Regions from separate parts of the Rattus norvegicus genome. Here region 1 is linked to region 2. A link is a contact called in public Hi-C data. All regions are on one chromosome and are shown on one strand. Each heading gives the region's core, a stretch centred on a gene start, on an enhancer-like site or on the middle of the called end of the contact. The rest is flanking DNA. Distances are from core to core; before and after follow the strand shown. Region 1 has its middle 2.6 kb from the start of Gatb. Region 2 overlaps LOC103691599 (a long non-coding RNA gene).

Region 1 (2,700 bases), core at 135-2,634, 200 kb after region 2:
AGCAATCTTCTAGAGAAAGTGACTGTTCCCTCCACATCAGTATTTTATCAGAAGCAAGACTTTAATGGGAAAATAAAAAGAAATGAATCCTGTTCTCCCAACTGCCCAGCAAGCATGTATTCCCAGTCTCTTGTTTTCCCCCCAGTGGCACGTCTCTGGATCTTAAAATGTAGGGCTTTTCTAAGACGAAACTCTGTGTTTAAAGAATGTCTTTTCAAAGACATGAACTACCTTTGTTCCAGTGTTTTTACTACATGCAGATGATCTTGTCAAGTTTTGTCACATGCCCATCATCTTAAATGAATTTTGTTTTCTTTTTATAGGGAATTTGAATTAACTTCACTACCAACCCTTCCTATCCACATGGCTGGAATTTCAACACTGGGCTTCTTTCCATAGCCAAAAAACAAGTAGAAAATAATAGCCAACTGAGAGATCAAACTCACTTCTGCATTACTAAGAAACACTGTGACAACACCCATCCAGCTTCCTGAGACCACAGTGGATGCTTTCTATATTCATCTGCTAGGTATTTTTAAAGCATTGCCTTTGTTTCCACAGGACAAACATAGTTAATTAAAGAAAAAGATTAGTTGGCATGGTTTTAAGATTTGCACATATATTCAAATAGACTTTGAGACACAGTGCCATGACAGCAGAAGCTATCTTTTTATTTTACTTGAAATTACAATGTTGCAATTAAAACTGTTTGCTTCTTCTTAAAAAGCAGAAACTTTGTGCCACTTGCATTATTCCCCTTACACTGTAACACATGGTGCTTGAAGAAGTTACAAATCTTAGCACAAAGTGCCTTTTCCTACCCCTCCCTAGCAAAATGAAGGATCATGGGAAGGGTCACAATTAAACACAACCTAGATGGGGGAGCGGTATTTGTGTTCAGAAAGCAATGTGTTTATATAGATACCAAATACAGAGGTGAACCAGGCCATTTCAACTCTGGCCATTCAAGACTTGCAAAAAAGACTAACCCAAACAAACTATCTTATTTAAGACATATTTCCTAACCAGTCTCATTTATAACTGAAAATCAGCTCTGGCTCAAATATCTTTTTTTTAAATTGATTGAATAACATTGGGAAGGAAAGAGCTGAGACACGCTCCTTGAAAAAATATGGTTAGAAACTCTGTCCTGCTACCTCCTGAGTGCCTGGAAAATGAGAATCTCTGTGTCTTCCAGATGACAGCCACCTTGTTGTGGATCCAAAATAGCTCTCTCAGCCAGAGAGCTGTCTGTCAGTAAGAGTTCTGATGGGTACATATTTGGCATTCAGAAAGAAGGCAAGAAATGGTCTTATGAAAGAAGATTAGCTAGAACTGCCCTCCCTGAAGAGCAAGGGGTAACTGGAAAACAGTGCCTCTCCTAGACCCCACCAAGAGATCAACAGGCATTTCTGGAAATGAGAGATAGTTTTGATAGAGAACAAAGTCAGAAAACGGGATGGTAAGTCCCTACTCCCACCATTAGCTTCCCTAGGCCTTCGAGAGGCCATGATTAGACATAAAATGTACCACACTGGAAGCTTCCCATTCGTTCAAAGAAGCAAATCCATTTACATGCATAGGTTTTGTCTCCCTCTAGTGGCAGGGTGGAGGCCTTTGAAGACGGAGAGAATGTGATTGTATAATGCTTTAGAAATCAGGCTGGGTTTCTATTGGATCTGGCTTTGTACAAAAATGTAGGCTATTCTTTGGGTGTCCTCACATTCTTGGGAAAAAAAAACTCTTCTAATACTCCCTGGGAGGTAGTGCAGTGTGTCCTAACTGTATTCAAGGGGCGGGGTAGAAGGCAGTCTTTCTCCTCTGTAGCCCTATTAAAGATGAAACAACATGGCATTCCCAAGCAATTTTACTGACCAGAAACTCACTCCAGGAGCTAAGAGAGAAGAAAAAGGAAACCCAACTACAGCTAGTATAGAAAACGTGGGGACACAGAAGAGAGATGCCAGTATATCAAGGACCGGAAGGATGAATGGAAGAAATTAGGAGATACATTTTGGAATGTTTGCCTCTGTGTTCCACGCACTTTCATCTTTTTCTTTAGTTATATGAAAGGATTTCTACTACCGCAATCCAGATTACTCATGGGAGGTAGATAAAAAAGTAAAAAAAAAAATAGAAACAGTAAATGACAATTACCTAAAATTATTTTTATATGTATATATGAGAGAGACATGTTTGGGGATTGTTGTGTGTGGGATCTGCAGAAAGCCAAAGATGGTGTCACAGCTTCTGGAGTTGGAGTTACAGAGAGGTGTGACTCCCTGGATATGGGCGCCGGGAAACAAATTTGGGTCCTCTGGAAGAGTTGAGAGTGCTCTTAACCACTGAATTATCTCTCCTGGCCAGTTTACAGGTTATATTTCCAAATGGAGGGACCATATTACATAATACCATAACTTCTTGTAAATAATAATGGAAACAAATCATAAGATGTAGCTGTCTAATCTGTAGGTTAGTGATCGATAACAGAAATGCATCTGTGTGAAATATGGAGAGTACGTATCTTTTCTTTCTCTATAGTTGGGCATCAGTGACTTCCACTGGATTACTTCGCTTGGAAATCTCCAAGGCAACCAAGCATTCACAAGTTTCCACAGAGAATAGGTTCGTTTTCTGGCTCCTTTTTACCTTATACTAGACACATAAGTCAGAAGCCCCAAAGTAATCCCCAACTCTCTA
Region 2 (2,700 bases), core at 32-2,531:
GTCTAAAGGGTCACCCCTAGTGACCCACTTATTCCAGCCAATCCCTACCTCCTAAAACCAGTGGCTCTCAACCCTCCTAACGCTGTGACTCTTCAATACGGTGCCTAATGTTGTGATGACTGTCAACTGTAAAATCACCTTCATTGCTGCTTCGTAACTGTAATTCTGCTACTGTTAGAGATTGCCATGGAAACATCTGGCATGCAGGGTATCTGATATGTGCCTGTGAAAGGGTCCTTTGATTACCCCACATGGGATGCAACTCACAGGTTGAGAACCACTATAGAAGTTCCCAACCTTCCCAAATAGCCCTACATGCTGGGACCAAATGTTCAGACACATGAGCCTATAGGGGGTATAGCAATTCAAACCACAATAGCGGGAAACACAGATACTCATACGTCAGCACACCACCACGTGTGGGGGAGCACATGTTCCCAAGTGGAGTGGGAATAAAAGAAAGGACAAATCCTTCCAAAAGGAGAGCTATGTTCCTGGCCAACCCTAAAGATCATCTCCTCTTGAGACAGAATTGAAGACCAAAGCTAAGGCAGCCCCTGAGGAGTCTGAAAAATTACTGTTTTCTGGAACCTTCTGGTTAGACCCTCCAGGTGACTCAAAGAGTAAGGTGAGAGACAGTGAATCATTGCTGGAGAGATGGGGTTGTTGGCAGGTAGGGTGTGAAAATAGCCTCCAGATTGGCAGCAGACCCATGCTGTCAGGAGAGCTGGCTCCCCTGCCACAGGGACACTTGGCTTCTCTTAATCTCGAGAGCTCCCTTCCTTCTGTATGCCCTCTTGATGATGCCCTCCCATGGTGAACAGCTGAGTACTGAAGGTGACTCACAAAAAGTGGGCGTTTCTCCTCACGAATGCCATCTTTGCTCTTGCAAAATTGCCATAAAATACTCCAGTACAGGCGAGCTAAGTAACCAGATCTGTGAGGTGTGTAACATCCCTGTCATGTAGGAATTAACTAGCCTACAAAAAACGAGCGAGGCCGGACGCCTCTTATGGGATAAAGCACACAGCTTAGAGCTTTGTGTTTTTTGTTTTTTGTTTTTTTCTTTATTGAGAAAGTCGGATGCTGAAAGCAGACTAAATGTGCTCATTCGATGTTATCTAAGTTCACCCCAGGCTCCCACCCCCTTGGTCACACTTCCACCACATCCACATTCTGGTCCACAGAGGAAGCCACAGGCCCTCTAAGGCTGAGTTCTCTGTGCATGCCATTTTATGATCACCCACCAAGGATTTCATTTCTTACCTACTGATGAGGGGACCTAGGGCAATGGGCTAGGGAGTATTCCTGAGGTGGTCACCACTGCAATGGGAGCATGCTTCTTGGCTGCCACTTCACTCTGCTCCAGAGTGACTGCCTGGTGAAATTTATCCTTCACTCTAGCAGGAACCCAAGGTGTGGGGCTTCCCATCGGGCTGCAGAGACTCTGAAGGGGAAGCCTGAGATAGGTGAGGAGAACTGCTGCTACCATGCTACCTGACAGCAGCAGCTCATCTCTAAGGAGAACAGAAGGTCATGAGGTGAGAGCCAAGGAGTGAGCACTGCACAGTGGGACAGGAGGAAGGGATGACAATGGGGAAGCCATTACAGTGTTCCAGTTAGAGGTGGCAGAATTCAGACTGGGATTGTAGAGACAGAGTCCAGAGACCTATGGGAAGGCTAGTGGCACTGGTGGACCTAGCAGAGCCCATGTTGATGAGAGGAAAGGATTCTTGGTGCCTCCTGGGTTCTGACCCAGCTACTAGAAGAGGATGAAAAGGAGCAGAGGAGGAAGAAGGGGCAAATCCCAATGGGTGCCGTAACATCACCATGGAGACTGGAAGCAGATGGGGACCACAGTTTAGTAAATGGGATGAACGTACCAGTGGAGCTCATGCAAGCAGAGGCCCCACTCTGCCTGAGACCGACACTTCCTACAGAATGGACAGGAAGAGTCAGCCATATTTACAGCAAGCGGGCTCTCAGTTTCGAGGTTTTATTGGCTAAGTCTGGATGGCCACAGAATCAAAGAATAGGAGACTTGAAAACTCTAGACAAGGCTTTTAAAGTTAGGGTGGATGCTAGATGATGTTTGAAATCTGCCTATGTGTTCCAGATTCTTCAGTTAACTAACACAATATGATTTCTCCTGTCGGTGACCCAAGAAAGAAAAGTATCATTCCTGGTGTTGGTGCTGTTGGGTGGTTCATGGCCCAAACCAGATCTCTTACAAACAGCATTGTCCAAAGAGTGTGAAGCAGGCTTCCGGTTGAAACCAGCCAGGTGGTTTCCTCAGATGGGACTGAGACACGGAACACTTACAAGACTCACCCTGGCGTGGCTCCCACTGTTAACTTGGTGTCAGATCCTAGGAATGGGTTTCTTAGCCCAGAGGGGCTTTTCTTTTCTTTTAACAGTTTCCCCCACCTTACGTGTCTGTGAGCAGGCGTGTGCTCTGAGCTCTGTGATGGTTTTATTTTAGATTTTCTGCATTCCTAACCTTCCTTTCTGCCCCCGTCTCTCTCCAGTCACAGGTGCTATAAAGTGACAAGAAATGTTTGAATCCATCCCAGCATACCCTGCAGGTCATTTCCTCGAGTACTGAGCTGGTTTTGTAAGCACTCCAATTACCGGGAGAGCCCCGTGTGCCCTGAGGCATATGGGCCAGCTAAGAGTCCAGTCCCTGTCCACACTGCAGGG

Evidence for each region. Hi-C and Micro-C count contacts between places; a contact is called where the count stands out from the background.
Region 1: a contact with region 2 is called in a Hi-C map of frontal cortex, with 4 times the contacts expected there. The contact joins two enhancer-like sites. A contact is called at or near these places in 4 of 12 Hi-C or Micro-C datasets (the A7r5 cell line, frontal cortex, kidney and 1 more).

What each region holds. Positions count from the first base shown.
Region 1 is chr2:173,224,572-173,227,271 of GRCr8, forward strand. No RefSeq gene overlaps it. Among named protein-coding and RNA genes, the nearest start is that of Gatb, 2.6 kb to the right of the region's middle. Within about 2 kb of position 1,385, at least 6 of the 93 cell types and tissues checked have an H3K27ac peak or open chromatin away from gene starts, as enhancers often do.
Region 2 is chr2:173,020,495-173,023,194 of GRCr8, forward strand. The region is part of intron 4 of LOC103691599 (a long non-coding RNA gene); the gene reads right to left. Among named protein-coding and RNA genes, the nearest start is that of Fdps-ps3, 72 kb to the right of the region's middle. Within about 2 kb of position 1,282, at least 18 of the 93 cell types and tissues checked have an H3K27ac peak or open chromatin away from gene starts, as enhancers often do.